Regions from separate parts of the Hordeum vulgare genome. Here region 1 is linked to region 2. The links are chromatin contacts, called in public HiChIP or PLAC-seq maps. All regions are on one chromosome and are shown on one strand. The core of a region is the stretch at or near the end of the contact, and the rest is flanking DNA. Distances in the headings are between cores, read along the strand shown. Region 1 holds the start of LOC123404134 (enhancer of mRNA-decapping protein 4-like). Region 2 holds the start of LOC123401377 (KH domain-containing protein At5g56140-like).

Region 1 (4,769 bases), core at 2,200-4,699, 300 kb after region 2:
GACCCCCACCTTGTGTGGGAGCTTCTATACACTGGGTCTGTCCTTTGTCAAGTGGTACAAGCACCTTATAGTTCATTTCTAAACACTGGGTCTGTCCTTTGTCAAGTGGTACAAGCACCTTATAGTTCATTTCAATGTCATCTGGACTAATTGCTACGCATAATGGCAGATTCAAACTCCTGGATGAAGCATTTTGCCCAGGATAACACTTCTACAAAAAAATTGAGCAGGATGCCCCAAGAAAAATGTGTGCTACAAAAGGTAAGTAAGTTAAGCAATCGTTGGGACAAATTAAGTAATCTGTGCAAGAGTGCATACTGCCGTGATGAGATTTATATGATGTGGGCGCTCAGGTGCTGTAAGAAAGGCAACTGAGTAAACAGCTTGACCATCATGTGGCTTTAGAATCGATAGAGGCGCTAACTTGCGATCATCCCAAATCTTTACCTGCAAAATAAACCAATATACATTAGAAATGTTCTTAGTGAGGAAGATTGGCACTTCTTTAAATAAAATCATGTCTAGTAGGGAAAAGAGAGGCCAACTAATAAGTCAAAAAATTGCTGGCAACCTCATTAGTGCTTAACCTAGCAGCTGATGTTAATATTCAACCGATTATTAGCAGTAACCAGACAGCAGCTGATAACCATCCAATCAAGGTTACACGAACATAGCAGGTGAAACGTATTTCACAGTTTTTCTACGCATTACAAATAGTTTTATATGGTATGCAGTCAAAACCATCAAATCAAGGGGGACACAGTCCAAACCACAGATCATTTGATGGACTATTTCCAGAATATGTCATGACAGGCCCATCCAAACAGCCCTTGACAACATACCAGGAGACATGGTTTGGTTTCCACTCTTAAGAGAAAGGTGTTTTGAAACGACAAGAGAACAAAATGTTAAGATACCAAAATTTTAAGAAAAAAAATACTCTGCATACCAGAATAAAATAATTAACCCTGCAAGCCTATAGATGGAAAGTTCAGTCACAGTTTAATGATTTATTCAATGGTTGTTTATATGATTTATTCAGTGAAATGGAAGAGGAAACAAGGTTCCATTTTGCTCAGAAGAACTAGAATCTAATGGCATATTCAAGAATACCACATTCAGAAAATACTTCTCTCAATTTCCCAGAATTCAAAAATTCACAATAAACAGGCGGGTATTTGATACAAACCGTGCCATCATTTGATCCTGAAGCCAGTCGGGTAGTCATCCACTGAGATATAGACAAATCTGTCACATCACCATCATGCCTACCAACCAAACGTACACCGTCAATAAGATCATCAAGATGACATTTGATAGGTTCTTCAGCGGTAAAGTCTCTTCCCCTGCCCACTTTAGTTGTATCTATTCTTAAGACGCAGTTTCTGATTCCAACAAACAGAAGTTCCTGTACGAGAAACACGCAACTCCATTAGTAAGTTGAGATGCAAAATGAACTTGGAGGTGGCAAATGTTATATAAATGATGCCTTACTTGCTTATGAGAGTGCCAACATATTCTTGGATGGTAAGCTTCGGCATCACCTACAATTTGTATGGCAACTTCTATCTTTCCTGTAATTTGTGGCTTATTTTCTGCATCGGGCCCCTCATCAATCCTCCACACGTATATCCGTCCATCCACACTTGCGCTGCAGAAGAACAGAGCAAGTTAGCATATATGACCCACGCAATAATAAAGAATACGGATAACGATTAGATGTTTGATATATTGTAAATAATAAAGAGGCATGGCCCCAGAACAAATGTTAAATATGTGACCTCCAAAGGAGAGTGAAGATAACTTTTTGTTCTGCTGCCAACTGGGTGAACAAATTCATGCTGTGTTATTGTTCAGTACACAGTACCTTGCTAAACGATGGACGTCCTCAGCGAAGAAAGCCATATCCGTGACCCTCTAAAGAAGAAAGAACACAAGTCATAAGAAACAGATGCACTTTCATATACTTGGTAAAATTCATACCCACATGAAAGTAAGGAGTGAATAACCAGTTATCATCTAAAGATATTAACAAATATTGACATCAGAAATCCTCAGTCACTTCCTTGAGCATTTAAATTGCAGGACAGTTTTACATAGACTATTTTGTAAATTAAAATAGCTGAATATGAGCACACAAGCAAACAACCACACAGTAACAGCCTAGTGGGTAGTGGTTATTTCATGAGTAGAATGTTCAAATTCACTGAAATAAGCCCATTCAGCTTTCTTAACGATCTAAGAAGCATAATACCAGAATTAACATATCTATTACAGTATTACATAGTTAATTCACCAACCCCGCCATGGCATCAAATACGAATAACAATGTATCGGATGTTGTTTTAAAAATAGCATGCAACTGAATGAGTTGATAACAAAATATCTGAAAAATGACTGCACTGGAAAATGTATAAGGTATGTTATTCTATCGTATGGGCAATGCAGTATTTACACGTCGAAATTTTCAGATCCCTCCCCACTGCTGAAGGCGTCATGCATCATTAACACCCACTACCCAGCGATTCAATTTCTCAATGAGCATTTCTACACAGAACTAACCGATAACTAATCTCGCTGGACTAAAATATATACCTGTGTATGGCCACGGAGCAGTGAGCGAAGCGCGGTGTTGATGTTTAGCACACGGATGTTCCCCAGCTTGAGCCCATACACGATGTACGTCCGGTTCACAGCGATCTGCCTGCCCAGCACAAGACCTGGGTCTGACGTGTACTTGGTGATCGGCGTCACCTCCAGCTGTGGAGGCTGCGCCTCCCCAGGCAGCCTCGAGTCAACGTTGTGCACCGCCTTGTCCCCGCCACCCAGAAGCCGCCCTCTCGGCACCTTGCTGCTGGTGCTGCTGAGCATCCTCGCCGGCGGCGCGGATGGCATCGCCGGGAGCGGCGACGGCTGCGCGGCGGCGAACTCGGACGACGGCGGGGGCATAGATACCGCGGACTCGAGGTGGCCCGAGCCGGAGCTGCCGAGCAGCTGCATGAGGCGGGCGCCCGGGTTGGCGCCCGCGGCGGCCATGGGGTTAGCGCTCGGGTTGGGGTTCGCGTTCGGGTTCGGCATGGGGAAGGGGATGACCGGGCGGGGCATGGGGGGCTGGGGATCCTGCGGGTAGTGGAGGTAGGGGCGGAGGTGGAAGGGAGGGGTGGCCGGGGGGTAGGAGTAAGGGCCGGAGGGCGGCGGCGGGCCGGCGGCGCCGGGGAACATGGGCGCGGCCGTCGGCGCGGGGTTGGGAGGCGGCCTGAAGAGCATGGCCATCTCGAAGGGGGGATTGGGGTTGCCGGGGTTCGGGTTAGGGTTTCCGGCTGGAGACGCCATTGGAGGCGGCAGTGGAGTAGATCTGGGGGGGAAGTGGGGGTGAGAGAGGGGATGGGTCGGAGGTGCGGCGGAGCGGAAGACCAGAAGTGCAGGTCGAGGTGGGAGGCGGCGATTGTTTTCTCTCGCCTTTGCGCCCTCGCTGTTTCGCTTTATTTTGACGAGGATCTTTGAGAACTCAAATGTTGCAGTGCCGTCAGTTTTTCCTTCTGTTTGACTTTACTTCTATATAAAAAAATAAAAATGCTCTCTACCCCAGATATAGGGCAGCTTAACCCTAAAAATATATAGGGCATGTGCCTTAGGGCCTGTTTGGGACCATTTCGTCCTTAAAATTCAGCTCTGCTTTTAAAAACATAAGCCAAACGTGATAGCTTTATTGTTTGCCGTTTTGAAAAAACTATAATCTGAGATACAACTTCATGTTTTTTATGAACCTCTTTAGGAGGTGCTTCAAAAAAATATGAAAGTTGAAGTCGACAGGAAATTACCCATCACTGCAACCAGTAAGTGGATGTTTTTTTTTCTCCCCATTCATCCAATCGGATATATCCTCTCTATCAAATTTTTTATTTTTAAAGCTGGAGCTGAATAAAAGCCAAACACTCTTTTTAAAATAGTTACAACTTCTATATAGGGCTTCAAAGTGTATTTGATGGAGCAGAATTGAATTTTATGAAATAGAGTAGTCTTAAACAGACCCTTAATATTTTGCACTTCTTTTCTCCGTTATATATACAGGGTATATCGGAAATTGATCCATTTTTGTAAACCAAAGCATGCAGAGCATTTGTCGCTAGCAACTCCCCGAGCCAATGCATGAAGTCTAAATGACCCTTCTCGCTCCGTTATACATTAGTTTAGGGTATATATGGTGCCTAATAAATCAAACAATCGACCCGGTCCTTACTCTGCGGCAGTGGAATATCAGGTTTCTACGAGGTGCGAAACGCAAACCCCTTCTCCTTTCTCCAAGTACTACTTCATACTACCGTCCGATTCTTTTATGCTTTCCATGCGAGAGGGAAAATAAACATGTCACGAGTGGATTTTGCTTCGAGAGGTCAATGCGGTGCTAGTTTATAGTTATTTCAAGATCGGATCCGACGGTGCAGATCGAGGCTACGCCTGCACAGGCGAAATGGAGCCGCACGATTGGCATGGGCTGGGCGCCGGCAACGGCACGGCCTGCCGCAGGAGGCCGCATGCAGGCGTGCAGCAGCGCTCGAGGGCGAATGGTACGGCTGCACATGCTCCGGGCGGTGCATGCATGCATATAGATTGATGCATCTCGAGCGCAAGTGGCACTGCCACATGATGCAGCATCGCTCTCCTAAAAAAACTTATATTTAGGAATGGAGGGAGTACATTCGTATGTAGTTCATTAATGAAACCTCTTTAAAGACTTATATTTAGAAACGGAGGGAGTACATACAAAG
Region 2 (4,803 bases), core at 281-2,780:
TAGGAAGTACTAAACGTTGCAAATTGTTCAAAATCAGAAAAATCATAATCTCCTCCTCTAATTATTCCGCCCACAAGGCTATAATCTACTACAAGAGAGCAACACATCATTATCGGCTTTATTATGGCAGAGGAGAAGTGAAGAACGAGGAGTCGTGGAGGCAGAGGAGAACGAGGAGTCATCGAGAAGAACGAACAGGCGTGACTCGTCGATTCCTTTATTTCCAGCAAAATTGAAGGGTGCTTATTCGATCAGGCTTTTTTTTGGTGATTACTTAAGTCAAGCTGTCGAGACGCAACTAGGCCTTCGTATATAGTACCATGTACCTAGGTGGGGTCCCTTGGCAAGTGAGGGCCATGTGCGGCCGCACGGGACGCACCTGCTCAGGACTGACCCTGTCACGGGAAAGCAAGAAAGAAGCCACACACGTACGACATGGTCCGACAGAACCAAAGGGCATAAGCCCATAAAAAAAATACAACCGTGAGCCATCTAACCCTAACTTGACCAGATTTATAAGTCGAGCTAGGGACCATCTCGGGAGATCTAACACATTTTAGATCATATATAATGCAACGGTTTTCATCTATCATTATGTTATTTCTCTTTGCCGCAAGGATAAAAGCATGTAATCCGTAAAACTGATGTCCTTCGGTCATCCTTTACGATCGTCAGTGATTACCTGAGCAAAACAACCGCCGGAGACAAGAGCAGAGTCGTACTCGATCCTCTTGAGTGCTTGAACCTAAGTAAAACGTCTATCATATCATCTCGATACACCGCTCGCACCCTTCCAACCAAGTACGTTGTCCCTCAACGGCGTTGTTGGTCTCAAGTCTCAACAACACCGACAACATGCATAGTGTGATGCCCTAGTAGTTGAAAGATGGAAAGAAAATGCAAGAAAATTTTCAACACCGATTAATGACATGATACCAACAGATTTCCTTTTGAAATCAACGATCGATTCGATTTCAATTTTAAAAAACCGATGAACAACGTGACATAAAACACGGGTGATGGCCATAGCAGGCCCCAAAACAATTTTAAAAAACTGATGAACAACGTGACATAAAACACGCGTGATGGCCATAGCAGGCCCCAAAACAGTGTCCCTCTAATCACGTCACCTAAAATCCTAAGCTTAAAACAGCGTTGTTGGCGGCAGCAGCACGGACAGCTCCCTCAGTTTCACACTCTACCTCGCTCCATGTTCACACTAGATACCTAGTACTACTACACAACGCATATACCGATATTCAGCTCGCCTAGTCTTCTAGAAGCAGCAGGTAAAACGAAATCAACCGGGCCCGATCGATCGATCGATCGATCCCGATAAAACCTCACCAACCACTGCTGCATGTTGACTCCCTCGCACGGAGCCGAGCGACTCGCCCCTCCGGAATTCCCCCAACGTCCCACCACTTTCCCGGCATTTTTTTACCGGCCGCCGAACCGAACCGAACCCGGAGAGGCGAGGAGATCAGGACCGGGCGCCGCCGCGGCCCCTCCCCTCCCCTCCCCCGCGTCCGCACCGAACTGTTCACTCACCCGCTCCGCTAGTTACCGCGTCGCGCGGCGCATCGTCATCCCCTTCCTCCCTCGCTTCCTTATAAGCCCATCGCCCGGCCTCCTCCCCCTCCCCCTCTTCCTCCTCTCGCCGCCGCCGCCATCCCGATAGAGAGAGAGAGCGTGTAGGCGCTGGGCGAGCAGGCCGCCACCGCAACCCTAGCCAGCTAGCCCAGCTAACGCCGCCGGTTGGAGAGCTGCTGCTGCTGCAGAGATGTCGTCGGGACGGTACATGGCCTACTCGCCCTCCCCGTCCACCACCCCGCACTCCCCGCGCATCTCTGGCCTCCGCGCCTCCTCCGCCGCCGTCGCCGACCAGGAGAAGTAAGCTCCCTCCTCCTCCTCCCCCCAGCTCCCCGTCTCGTCGTGTGTGCAGCGGACTAGGCTAGGCTAGACTAGACTAGAGGGTATGTGTTGCGTGTTGTTGGAGTGGCCGCCGTCGCTGACTTTGGGCGAGGCGAGGCTCCGATCGCGCCGGGGAGGCCAGATTCGGGCCCTCCCGCCGCCGATTCGGTGTTGTTTGGGTTGTCACCAAGGTTCCGCTCGCCGCTTGAATCTGATTTAGCCCGGTGAGGTACAGGGCCTTTTGGGGATCGGATCTGATTCCCCGCCGCGAGATCTCCCCTTTGCGGCAACCATTGCGTCCTGTCGTGGTTTCGCTGCTTGAATCAAACATGCCAGCCGCTCACCTCGGCCGGGGTTCCCTTTGCTGATCGGCTTGTGATTCTGTACCTCTTGATCCAGGGGGGATTTGCTGGTTATTCACCAAATTAAAGCTGACTAGGCTGTGCTGTACGATAAGTGTGGCAGATGATGAGTAATAATGGTCCTTTGTTTTTCTACCAGGTACCTTGCGGAACTGCTCGCGGAGCGCCACAAGCTGAACCCGTTTGTCCCGGTGCTCCCTCATAGCATCCGCTTGCTGAATCAAGGTGAGCTCTCATGTAATCATGCCATTTGTGTTATTCTGATATAGCATCTGCGTGCTGGTCCAGTTGCTGCCTCTTCCACACGATTCGGAATATTCTGTCGTGATGGCGAGAATATTTGACTTTCGTGTACCTCTGATTTGTTGCTTATGGTGGTTAGCCTTTTTCCTACAAAGGAAGTTGTTTTCATCTGCAGCTGAGCTAGATTTGCCACAAAATCAGTCATTCTTGTTGTGTGCATTTACTTTGTACATATTGTGTGGTGGGATATGCTTTTATTCTACTGTGGTTGTTGCTTCTGTTTGTTTTATAAAATGAGTAACAATATGCTTTTATTTTACCTTGCTGCTGCTTCATTCATGATTGCTGTTTAGCTAACCACTACACTGGTGCTCCCCCCTGCTTGTTTATGTTTAACCACTACACTGGAGTATTGCCTTGGCAAATGATTAGAACTCTTAATATCTTTTGTCTTCACCACCCTACCTACCACTACCCCACCTCGCCACTCATCATCTGCTTTTGTTTAGACTCTTAATCTTTATCTCCATGAATTCATGCACTCAGCCACAGCTCTACATGCCTAATCTTCTTTATGAGCATGGTGTCCCACGACCATCTCATTGTAGCTTAGTCTTAGATGAATGGCTTCACTAACTTGGCTGAGGCTTGCTGGACTACATTGACTGTCTCATTCAGCAACCTGATGGCGGCATGCTTTTTGAAAGTACTAACTTGCATAGTACCTCATTTTCTATCGCGTCCCAATGTGTCAGGATCATCAGTGAGCTTGAAGCCGTGCAATTTTCTGTTGTCGGCAGCATATCTATGATTGATAAATTCATGCGGTGGTGCCAATACATCTGAGTTATTAACTTGTTACTTCTAACACCTTTTGAGTCTGTGAGTGGCCATTACATTTGCCTCGTTAAGTAATATCTGCAGCCAAAATTGCTACAAACAAGTGAATTTATTAGTTCATATTGTTAGTCACTGTGTTCATACACAGCATTGCTGGATTGTTCAATGATGGGATTGGGTTTTAGTTTGTGATTTATGGTTCATCTTTGAATTTTTGTGCTATTTTGACTGCATTGAGGATTAGAATCAAACATAGTGTTTGCCATGGGTCCATGCTTTTGATAAGGGCGTCCCAAATTCACATTATTGTCCTGTTTGAGAAGCGGGATGTTTTTAATCATTCTTCGCATTTAGTTCAAAGTCGAACTACATTCTGAAGATTTGTAATACATCCTCCTCTTCTAAATAACTCTTGGACTGGTAAGAGGATAACAAAACCATTGTGCCGATACTTTGGTGTCATGGGTTTTAGGTCAAGGTTAAGGGATGCATGACAGCATCTATTTCTATAAATGAAGTTTAGTTAGGATTACTTCCCCCAGAGATAATATAGGATTAGATTGTATCTGGTTGGTGAAGATATGATTATTAGATCTGTTAGAGATGTATGGTTGAGGGGCTAAGCATGTCATGCCTATAAAAGAGACAGCATGTACCCTATTATCATTAAGGAATGAAATCCTTAACGTGGTGGTTTAGAGAGTTACTAGCGGACTCCCTCATTGCTCAATGACAATAGGTACACGGCATCTGTTGTGTAGGGGATAGCCTACTTAGTATCTAATTAACTAATCTCTAATAGATCATCATCATATATTAGCTAATATAAATGCAGTCTAATCTTGTCTTATCCCTAACAGAAGTAATTCTGACTAATCATGATATAAAGAGACATTTCATGCCCCCTTGACCTGAATGCCCATGACACTAGATGGCATGTCTATGGAGGCAATATATGTCCTTCCTTGATGGGATTATTTGTGGCGGAGGATATTTTAGATTACCAGGATCACAGGGAAGCTCCAACTTAGTTGGATAAACACCAGTGTGCTAATTTTTATAGCTGTAATTAATAATCTTACAAAAGAGATGCAATTTTTTGTGCATTTGGCGTATGCCTTTTTTGTGTTGCTCTGTTTGGCTGTAATGTTGTAGCTCTATTTATATTGTTGAATTCTGCTTGTTCTATAGATATTTGGCCTGCTACTATTTTTTTCTGCAAGCGTGTATTAATTAATTTATTCGCATATCTTCTCAGCATAAATGTATGCTTTACAACTAACTATACTGATTTGCAGTTGACACTATTATGGTTTTGTTAATTTTTCATTGTTAAGGGACGAAAGTTCTGTTAGATTAGTTATTTACACTAACTCGTCAGGTATATATGTATATTGCTAATCACTAATTCTAACTGCTGACTTTCTACATCTTGTTCTTGAAA

What was found. HiChIP or PLAC-seq counts read pairs in DNA pulled down with a chosen protein or histone mark.
Region 1: a contact with region 2 is called in an H3K4me3 HiChIP or PLAC-seq map of embryo, with 7 times the contacts expected there. The contact joins the promoter of LOC123404134 here to the promoter of LOC123401377 in region 2. A contact is called at or near these places in 1 of 6 Hi-C or Micro-C datasets (seedling) and 1 of 1 datasets of contacts at active chromatin or transcription factors (embryo).

The regions. Positions count from the first base shown.
Region 1 is chr6H:483,863,510-483,868,278 of MorexV3_pseudomolecules_assembly, forward strand. It overlaps LOC123404134 (enhancer of mRNA-decapping protein 4-like), which reads right to left and starts at 3,450. Exons shown (of 14, transcript XM_045098057.1): 1 at 2,596-3,450; 2 at 1,868-1,917; 3 at 1,495-1,651; 4 at 1,190-1,408; 5 at 319-447. The coding sequence starts at 3,333.
Region 2 is chr6H:483,561,093-483,565,895 of MorexV3_pseudomolecules_assembly, forward strand. It overlaps LOC123401377 (KH domain-containing protein At5g56140-like), which reads left to right and starts at 1,531. Exons shown (of 7, transcript XM_045095165.1): 1 at 1,531-1,893; 2 at 2,416-2,501. The coding sequence starts at 1,784.